2 separate regions of the Sus scrofa genome follow, and region 1 is linked to region 2. A link is a contact called in public HiChIP or PLAC-seq data. All regions are on one chromosome and are shown on one strand. Each heading gives the region's core, a stretch centred on a gene start, on an enhancer-like site or on the middle of the called end of the contact. The rest is flanking DNA. Distances are from core to core; before and after follow the strand shown.

What was found. HiChIP or PLAC-seq counts read pairs in DNA pulled down with a chosen protein or histone mark.
Region 1: a contact with region 2 is called in an H3K27ac HiChIP or PLAC-seq map of alveolar macrophages. The contact joins two enhancer-like sites. A contact is called at or near these places in 2 of 2 datasets of contacts at active chromatin or transcription factors (alveolar macrophages and skeletal muscle).

What each region holds. Positions count from the first base shown.
Region 1 is chr5:87,821,166-87,826,995 of Sscrofa11.1, forward strand. No RefSeq gene overlaps it. Among named protein-coding and RNA genes, the nearest start is that of USP44, 40 kb to the right of the region's middle. Within about 2 kb of position 2,691, at least 14 of the 83 cell types and tissues checked have an H3K27ac peak or open chromatin away from gene starts, as enhancers often do. A contact at or near this core is called in alveolar macrophages and skeletal muscle, where this site is marked.
Region 2 is chr5:87,677,235-87,682,425 of Sscrofa11.1, forward strand. The region is part of intron 2 of NTN4 (netrin-4); the gene reads left to right. Among named protein-coding and RNA genes, the nearest start is that of NTN4, 8.7 kb to the left of the region's middle. Within about 2 kb of position 3,132, at least 15 of the 83 cell types and tissues checked have an H3K27ac peak or open chromatin away from gene starts, as enhancers often do. A contact at or near this core is called in alveolar macrophages and skeletal muscle, where this site is marked.

The DNA of each region.
Region 1 (5,830 bases), core at 1,441-3,940, 140 kb after region 2:
AGGACATTTCTAAGCACAGATGATCTGTAACCTTGTTTTCAGTTCATCTGAACTGCAAGCTTTCTAATTATATATTTTTATCTTTACAAAGAAAACTGGCATAATCCTCCAAAATTTTCCAAGTTTAAGACGGTCTCCTCTCTTGTACTTCTTCCCTTCCCACTTTTTAAATTTGAATTTTGTCTGTTCTCACTTTCATTAGTGATTTTCAGTTTAAATTATGTCTGAATTTTATCTATTGACAAAGGACAGATAAAAATTGTATATATTTAAAGTATATAACATGATGTTCTGATATATGTATTCACTGTGGAATGATTACCATAATCAACGTAATTAACATATCCATCACTTGCCATAGTTACCTTTTGTGTGTGTGGTAAGAACACTGGAGATCTTCTCTTTTAGCAAATTTCAAGTACACCATACATTCTTGCTACCTACAGTCACCATGCTGTACATTAGGTCTCTAGAAGTTAATCATCTTACAACTCAACGTTTATACCCTTCGATCAATATCTCCACTTTTCCCCCATCCTCTAGCCTCTATAACCCCCAATCTACTCCGTTACTATGAGTTTGACTTTTTTTTTTTTTAAGATTCCACATGTAAGCAGCACCAGACAGTATTTGCCTTTTTCTGTCCAGCCTATTTCACCTGGCATAATACCTTCCAGGTTCATCCACATTGTCCCAAAAGACAGAATTTCCTTCTTTTTAAGGCCGAATGAAATTCCTGCGTGTGTGTGTGTGTGTGTGTGTGTGTGTGTGTGTGTGTGTGTGTGTGTGGAGAGAGAGAGATATTTTGACCTGCAATCTGTTGACGGACACTTGGGTTTCCATACCTTGGCTATTGCAAATAATGCTGCAGTGAGCCGGGGAGTACAGAGATCTCTTCGAGATAATAGTTTCATCTCCTTTGGATAGATACCAAAAAGTGGGATTGCTAAATAAGAAAGCAATGTTTAAGGCTGCATAAATTTTCCTTAAAGAGTAGGTGACTATTAATTATGGCTATTGATTATAAATTAGACAAACCCAATTCAAACAAGTTTAAGCAAAAGAGCAAAGCACTAGGGTGTCTGAGAAGTTTAAATACAGCTGTGTCCAGGGAACAGACCAATATTGGCACCTTTCATTTTTCTCTCTGTTTCTCCATGCTGCTCCTGTGTATTAGTTTTCTCTTAATATAAGACAGACTCCATGAGGCCTGAGAAGATTGCTCTGCATGGCTCTAGGCTACATCCTAATCTAGCAGCTTGGCAGAAAAAATCCTCTCTACCATCAACCATCAGTTCAGTAAAAGCCTCTGGTCCTGCTTAGACCACTGCTCAATCCTAAACCAATCAGTGTTTGGAAGAGGTTACTATGAATGGCCAAGCCTGGTTTATGTGCCATTACTGTGGCCAAATGAGTGAGGCCTTGGCAAATGTAGCCCATAGGAATCAGAGGAAGCAGGCGCTCCTGCTGTGGTGCAATGGGATCAGCAGCATCTTGGGAGTTCTGGGACATGGGTTTGATCCCCAGCCCAGTATGGCACAGTGGGTTAAGGATCCAGCACTGCCACCACTGCAGCTTACGTTGCAACAGCAGCTCCCAATTTGATCCCTAGCCTGGCAGCTCCATATGCTACAAGATAGACAAAAATGAAAGGAAAAAAAAAAAAAGAATCAAAGGAAATAAAAGAGAGGCAGCTCCTCTAAAGAAAGGATGCTGGATAGAAAAAAAATGTCCAGTGCAGTAGGGAAGCAGAACGTCAGGTATATCACATTACCCCAGAACATTATAGTGCATGTATTTAAGGAGCCTGTGACAATTAGTGCTCTTCCAAGTTAAAGGTTTAGTAGGGAGGGGAAGCAGTGGCCTTCTTCCCTGGAACTAGTAACCTTACAACACAGGAATTTGTGTTGCGCTAACTTTACAGCCTGTGTGTCCCATAGATCGACTCTTCTATTTCTCCCTTGCCTCAGATAATATGTTTAGCTCCTAGATATTCTGAGTGTATCATCTATGAGACAAGATAAATGGGCCCTAATATGGCATGTAGTCCTTTCCTAAAGCACTTTGAAATCCTGGGAAGACTGGGGTTATAGCATATGCCCCAGTGCGCCTGTTAAGATTAGTCATGATGACTCTAGGCTATGTTTGGAACTCTTTCTGAAGTGAATAAACAGATGGCCAGCAGTAGCTAAAATTGAAAGTAGTTTGAAAAATGCTGAGAATCAATTACTTTAGCACTCTCCAAGCTTAAAGGTCCTTCAAAAATGACTAGACAATATTTACTAAGAAACATGTTCCTTCTGGAATGAATTCAGCTCAAGGAGAGCAGATGTGCTTTAGTATTCTGAGACATGATGTGAAAAAAAATTAGTTTTCGCAGCAATATCATAGAAGTCTTGAGGCGTAATTAATTGATGATGATTGCTTCAGAAATATTCTGAACCAAGACTCCACCAAAGAAGAGAAGTATTTTTCTCATTAACTTTCTAATAGCACATATTACAAGAAATTCGCAGGAATGGACATGCTGTCTTGGAAAAGTGACCCATTTAGGAGTATTCTCGAGCCAGAAACAGCAAAATGGTGGGAAAGACAAATTTTAGAATTCTGAATCCTAGAAACTATGCCAGTAGGATCTTCTGAGAGCCAAGAAAAGACAGTGAATCAGCCAGTCCAGCTGTGAGAATACAGCTGTGAGATTGCTGAAGGAAATGAGGAAGTAGAAAGTAAGCTCATAAAATGGCCTCACCACCAAGCTGAGTATTAGCACACTGGAAGACAAAAAAAATCAGTGTTTAGAGTGACTCTGGCAAATTAGAGACTTGGGTCTAAAAAAAAAAAAAGAAAAAATTTCAGCAAGACAAGTAACAAATTAGTATGGAGAATCTATAGGACCAACACAGGCTGCAGGCAGAAGTTGAACAGCAATGTGTTGAATGAGGTGGACCACACTCTGAGAGTCTCTACTATATGGAAACTATCTTGTCCAACTAATTCACATTACAGATGAAAAAAAGACTTGTACAGAGAGTGCGTTTCAATTGTCACTGGCTGTTAACAAATTATACTGAAAAATCGTGGCTTTGAAAAGTTGTCTATCTGCCTACAATTCTGTAATTTGGGCAAGGCTTGGCAAGGACAGCTTGTCACTGCTCCACATGGCTTCAGATGAGATGGCGCAACTATGATTAGAGAATCAATTTAATTCCAAGATGGCCTCACTCATGGGCGGTCAAGTTGGTGTAGTTGGCGTGGTCGCTTAGATCAGCTAGGGCTTTTGGCCAGGGATTGGGTCTCCTCCACATGGCCTCTCCATGTGGCTAGGCTGGGCTCATGGAGAGACCATGTGGAAGACAACTGCTCACAACATGGCAGTCTCGGGGTAGAAATATTACGTGGCAATTGGCTTTGCTCCAGAAAGCTGCTAGCTCTTCTTAAGCCTTAAGCATCGAATGAGCATAGTGTTACTTAGTCTGCATTCTACCGGTTAAAGCAGGTCTCAGGGCCAGCCCAGATTCAAGAGAACACCGCACAGGGACATGAATATCAGGAGGCAGGGTTCAATTTACCATAGAGGAGATGTGATCTGTGCAAAGTTAACTACACGCAATTGAGTAAAATTTGACTCTAATATGTATGTACAGTAAAACACAGAGGAAAAAAAAGAGAATTGTTTTGTATGGCCAACATAAGAAAAAAAAAGGAAGAAAAAAGATGTAAAAGGAAATAGGCAGAAACAGTAAAGCAATGATTCTATTGCTTTTTTATTTTTTAGGCTAAAACTCATTATATTTTGCAATTACCATACAGGACCAATGGACCCTTTAAAATCTCAGATATGGGATCTTAGTGATCTTATTCTTCTCATATCTTCAATTATTTTGCTATGCCATTATCCTTGAAATTAATTCATTACTAACCAGTTATTTTCAACTGTGACTTTTAAAAGAACAAAATATAAGAAATGGAGGGATTATTAAACGACCCAAAAGCATATGCAATAGTGAAATAAGTCATTACTGATATATCATTCTTCAGATCCTTATAGTACTAAACAAAGTACTGAATCATCTTTCAAGAAGGTATAAAAGATACAAGAAAAACTATTTCTTTTTTTAAGGTTTTTAACAACAGTTGAGAGATTTGATGAGTTCCCACTGTGGCTCAGTGGTTAAAAATCCATCGAATATCCATGGGGATATGGATTCAATCCCTGGCCTTGCCCAGTGGGTTAAGGATCCATAATTGCTGCGAGCTGCAGCATAGGTCGCAGACACAGATGCAGCTCAGATCTGGCATTGCCATGGCTGTGGCATAAGCCAGCAGCTGTAGCTCTGATTAAACCCCTAGCTTGGGAACTTCCATATGCTGCATCTGCAGCCATTAAAAAAAAAAAAAAAAGTTTTGGAAACAAGCAAGTTCAGAGAGGAGGAAGTAATACATGTGGTATACATGAAAACAAAGAAGGCTAGTAAATGAATGATTAAGGTGTAGGAAACACTCCCCTTGATTATCTTGAAATCCTTCCAGTCCTGGGTTCACAGTACATTTTTGAGAAACAATTAAGTGAAAGAAATGGTCTCAACGCAGTCTTTCATGTCAATAAAGTGGAATGATCAGAAATATGAATCTTGCAGGCCAGTCATCCTGGGTTCTAATTCCTGTGCCGCTCCCTAACTAGATGTTTGACCTTAGTCAATTTACCTTTCTGAACCTCAGTTTCATCATCTATAAAAGAGATAATAACAGTATCTACCTCAGAACCCTGATATGATACTTATGTGAGAGAATGCAGAAGAAATACTTAGACGAGTACTCAGTGTTAGCTTCTTTTTTTTCCCAGTTAACAGATATTTTTCATCAGCATAGCAGTCATGTGGATAAAACCAAATGTCAATAGCATTAACCCAAGTCTCACATGAATATTTTTTCCTACAGCAGAGGCCAGCTTTTCATTTATTGTCATGATTTATGATGAGAATACATTTGTCAAGGGAATGAATTTAAAATCTGGGCCTAATTTTTTTTTAAGAAACCAAGAAAGAAAATTCCTTAGGAATCATTGAATATTACTGATTATATCTTATAAAATCAAAAAGGAAGAATAAAATTTCCTTTATCATGTGAAAAGGCATTAGCGCTCATATCATAGGAAAACAACCTAAAATTTGAAACTTTTCAGTGTCAATGTAATGTATGCTCAACAGAAATGTTACAATATTCTTTTCCACCTCTTCTTCACACTTAATAAAAACAAAGCTTGAGAAATTATGCTGTTTTTTTCAAGATATCAGCCACATTTGAGGATAATAATAATGGTATTAATAATTATAATAATGATAGCTAGCATTTCAAAACCACCCTAAGTATCTCATGTGACTTAATTACCATACTGATGTGATTATGTAATATGATTATGTACTGAAAAAAAGACACATAAATGGCCTTGAGAAGTTGCTCTCAAAAGAATAAGAAGGGTGCATGAGGTAGACACTATGATGACCCAGACTCTTCTTCATTGACAGATTTGTTGCCTCAGTTGCTAGGTGCACTGCTGGCAGACAGCCTTACCCTGTGTTAACACCTTTCAGGAATTAGCTCAATCAGCCTTCTGCTGTGAGCCAGCCCCTTCCAGGACTGCCTCAGATCCTTGCCTGAAACCTCACCCAAAACCAGGCCTCTTCAAGGGTGGCCCCTATCCAATGACTAGTTGATGAGGAAGTATAAAGACTTAGCCATCTAGGGCCAACTTAGGACAACCCCAAGGGCCATTCTAACTTCAGAGGGGTCAGGTGAGACTGTGGTTGGCATGCATCACAGCTGGATTTAT
Region 2 (5,191 bases), core at 1,882-4,381:
TAAACACATATGGGCTTTTGCAGTGTAATCAAGCTACTTCTGGGTACACTCTGGAGACCAGGAACGGTGCTGCTGGCACCAGAAAGAATCAAGTAGGATGTGGCACAAGCAGCACACAGACTATTTTCCATTCTTTTTCTTCTTTCCAGTCTTCCCTAAAGTTGGCTTAATATTGAAAACCTGTATTGGCCCTGTCAGGATGGATATTTAAAAAAATGCCAGGACAGGAAAGAAACAAATAAGTTAGACTTATTGTTTTCTTCTGTGGAGAACACTTTGTGTTGCAAATAAATGAATGGCTTGAACTCTCAAAGGTGCTTTGGAATCGGTCCACAGGCTGGTATCAGTTCCCTACATCTCAGTGCTACTGGGCCCTGTGTATCTATGAAGTAGCAAAAATAGAGCTTCAGTAACCAGATGGCAAGCTTGCTTGCTTAGCAAATATCACACTGAATGTGTTACAACGGCCCAGTGATTATTTAGAGATGACTAAAGTAACATTTCTTATCTTCTTTAAAGGCAAACTACTTCTTTTCATCAGTGCTTTCATCAGATTTCAAGGAGACACTAAAGTTTATGTTACGCAGATCTTTCCATGCGCAGTCACCTTTTATAACCAGCTTAAAAAGTTTTTGTTGTGGTTGTTATTTCAGCCGGCTTATATTTCCATGGTAAGAAGAACTTGAAGTGCCACCTGATTCTATCTAGAGCATTATTTTTGCAAGTGTGCATTAAACTCTCATAGAATTTCTTCCCTTCAGAGACAGGTTTGGGGACAAATCTTTTCCCTCCTGAGCTGGAGTGGAGAAGAAAGCCTTCCTCGAAGATAAGGACCCGAGGAGGCCTCCTTGGCAATGAGGCTCACCTACCTCTCCTTTGTTGCTTTGGAATATTAACTAGTGCTGAGCTACAAATGAATTTTACAACATAGCTCTATATCATCAATCACTATTGGAAAATTGGGTGATCAGAAAAATAAGCAGGAGTTCCCATCATGGCTCAGTGGTAACCAATCTGACTAGTATCCATGAAGACGCAGGTTCGATCCCTGGCCTCGCTCAGTGGGTTAAGGATCAGATGATATTGCAGTGAGCTGTGGTGTAGGTCACAGATGCGGCTCAGATCCTGCACTGCTATGGCTGTAGTGTGAGGCTGGCAATTGTAGCTCCGATTTGACCCCTAGCCTGGGAACCTCCATATGCCCTGGGCGTGGCCCTAGAAAAGCTAAAAAATAAAGTGAAATAAAATAAAAATAAAATGACTGTAAAAATTAAAAAAGAAAAATAAGCAAATTAATCTAGCATCAAATACGTAGTCTCAAATTTCATTTACTCTGTATTTTTAATACTATAGACCTGCATCTTCCTCCATTCTAATTAAGACCTCTTAGGACTTCTCTGGGTATTATCCTACTACTCAGGCTAACGTAAGTATCTCCCAGACTTAATTTGTTTCCATTGTTCATTCTAAAATATTTCTTTGGGATAAGGCCTCAGAGAGTTCTGTAGCTTCACGTTTAAGAAATCAGATACATCCATCTTCAGAGCTTGAAGGCACTAGTCATCTGAAAGAGGGTTTTTAAAATATAGGCCCCCAACTTCACCCAGAGTACTTTTAAAAATAAGTTAAATCTACTACACAGGAACTTTCTAAACTGGTCGGCAGTTTTGAAGAATGGGATATGATTATCCTAAAATGTGACTCCTTTGCAGGAGAGGAGGCTGCAGCTCAGAGGTAAGGCAATTTGCCCAACGACATAGTCAGTTATGTGACGGAGCTAGGACTGAATTACAAGCCTCTGACTGTAGGTGTAGTATTTGTTTCATAAAACCATGTTCTTTGTCCAGAGACACATGCCTGCCTTTCTCCTTGCTCACTCTCGCACAGTCGTCATTCATTTGGATGTGACCCGAAGGTAAAAAAAGAACGTACCAAACAGCTTGCTCCTGAGCAGGAATGTCCTCTGAGATGTCAGTGATGCTCTGGGAATAAACGCTTCCATGGTCAAAATAGAAAGACTGACTGGGTCTAACACGATCAGACATGTATAAATACATAAATAATCTCATTATGTGTCCTGGGTTTCCAAGGGGGATGTATAGGGAGGGACATGGCCAGACTTCCTTGTCCATGCACTTCTCTTTTTGCGCAGCTCTGCTTACTCTCTTTCTGGACTCTAGAGATCCAGCGAGCACACTTGGGAAATGCAGGGGTGAAAGTATTAAGTGCTCCCCAAATCCTGGTAAAAGGCGCAGGCAGGGGGAGATGTTGTTCAAGGGGTACAATGTGTCGTTCACACGACAGGAATAAATTCTGACAACAATATGTAGATCATTAACGAGACTTGATTGTATACTTGACATTTGCTAAGAGGGTGGATCTTTTTTTTTTAATTGAAGTAGCAAGAGGGTAGAGCTTAAGTATTCTCACCACACACACACACACACACACACACACACACACACACACACGCCAAAACGTGGTTGACTGTCTGAGGCGATGGGTATGTATTAGGTTGAATGTGGCAGTTATTGCACGATATATTGTTATATTGCATTGATATTGCATCAGTGTCTATCAATTCATCACGTTTTACACCTTTACTACATACCATTCTTAATTTTCAAATATAGGTTAATTAAAAGAAAAAAAGGCACAGCCAGCCTGGTGCTTGGCATGGTCCTGGGAGTGGGGTGGGGAATGAGGAGGTAGAAAACAAACAACTAAGTAGAGTATACAGTAAGCCAGAGCGTGCTAAGTACTATGGAAAAAATAAAGAAGGGCAGGGGATGGGGAATGCTGGCAGGGAAGGGCTTGCTGTTTTTAAAACAGATTGAAGGATTTGTGTTTGATGGAAGAGACAGGGACAAGAACTCTGAGTTCCTGGCAAGTTTTCAGGAGTGAACAAAATCTGTAATTAAGGGTCTCATTTCTTTCTATCTGTACATATGGGAAAATGAAGTTCTGTATTAAAATGACAAACGCTGGTAAAAATCCCTCTTGCTAGGGTTTCTTAAATGAGAGCATTTGAAAAGGAACCTGAATGTCATCAATGGAAAAGCACATGACTGATGAGTAATCTGAAGCCTGGAGAGAGTTAAGTGACTTGTGTACAATTACTCAGCTGAAATCCGTGTTTCCTGACTTCTAGCCCAGTGCTATTTCCACTATACTAGTCTGAGATTCCTCTGTGCCAAGCCATGCAGCGTGGAAGATACAGAACCTATATACATGCCTTTCCTTCTCGGTCCTTCCCATATGCCAGACATTCTACAGAGTGCTCTGCATCCTTTATTTTCACAAGAACCCTGTTAACTGGGTACCAATATTGACCCCATTTTGTCGACAAAGTACCTGAGACAGTGAGTCAGAGCAACTTGGTCAGTTTAAATAAATAATGAGCTAATCTATGCCAGAGCTGGGATGATTAGCTTGCTTTAAAATTATTTATATGATTAGGTTTTATTATAATTCCAAAATTTAAAAAGACAAACAAAACTAAATTGCTGTGGCAATGATTAAACTATAAAACCTACAGTTTCGTTGATAATGCGCAACATGGTTGTGTGAACCTTGCATAATGAAGCTAATATTTTTTTACATCAGATAGAAAAATAAAAGTAAGGACTCTTTGCACTTAATGTTACTTAGATGATTTAAAATTAGTTATATGGGTATCACAGCTCTTCAGTACCATTTAGCATACTTTCTATTTGATTGGTTTATTTGTTGGAGGAAGGGAAATACTTTTTATCTATTGCTAACTGCTTTAAGTAATTTTCCTAGCTATAGTCATCAGTGTATTAACATTATGCTTTGAAGCTTATTCTCAGCTCTAATTTTGTTGAACTTCCTTGAAAATAAAATGTCGTATATATTTGTTTAGAGTGCTTCGATTATCCACACCCTGGGGCTACTCCCTTCCTGTAGGGGCAGGGCTTGAGACTTGTAATAGCACATTAAAAAAAAAAAAAATGCCTTTAGTTTAACCCACAGGGTGGTTATCAATTAAAATTATTTGAAGAAGCTGTATAAAAATTGGAACACACCTAGAGATTAAATCAATAAACTTTGATTTATTGATTTCAAAGGCTAGATTCCCCACCCAATACCTTCTTTCCAGCTATTACCAAAAAAAAAAAGAAAAAAAATCTGTTTCTCATCTGATTGTTTCACATTTCATGGTTTAACTTTGCCAATAATTGCTTGAAATATTCTGGAAACTTTGAGAGATCTGATTGCAAAATGCTGAGTAGTAACTGATGATTCATGTTGAAAATTTAAAGCCAGACAGTGAAAAGCAGACACCTGGAGGTCAGGTGTATCTGGGCATACAGGGCAGCTTCCTACCAGGGAATGGAAAGCACAACCATTCTCTCTCACTGTATTCACTCTGCGGCTCCCAGACCCCCAACCTCTGTACCTAGCACAGATCCCCAAAAGGCACAAATGTCCAAAATACATTTGTGGAATTGAATTATATGAAAATAACTATAAAATGATAATATATATAATCATTAAATTATAATGTTTATTATGTTGGATATTACACAACTCCTAAGTATCCTTTGAAACTAGTCATGATTTGTTCCTTCTTACTACAAATATTTATATAGTGTTTCTTATGTGCCAACTATTTTAGGAATTGGGGATTCAGAGCAAAAAGTCAAAAATTCCTTCCCTTGAGCTTATGTTCTAAATGTAAGGTACTAAACAAGGTAAGTAAAATATATGGCGGATTAGATAGTAATCGCTGTTAAAAAGGCAGGGAAGAGGGCTGGGAAGTAGGGAGGGGTTGGAAAAGTTTAGGCAGGGCTCCAAGGGAAAGTCTCCCTGGGACTTTGGAATAAGGACCTGAAGGGAAGCAGAAATGAGTTGTGGGCATATCTAGGGGAGGAGCAGAGGCCCTGAGGAAGGTGCCTCATGCTGTTAGGACAGCGAGGGGCTAGTGAGGAAGCAGAGGGGTTGAGGTGCTGTGTAACAGGTGAGGTCAGAGGTCAGAGAGAGAAAGGGAAGGGTGGGAGATTATGTGGAATCTCATAGGTCGGTGCCTGGGCTGCCCAGGATTACACCTAGATCACTGAAAGCCTGCTGATTATTTCATAGCCTTCCCTTTCATTCTCAGAGTGGTCCCGATTTGGACCATAAGTTACTATAAAGTCGCTGGGTTTTATTCTGAATGATATTGGAA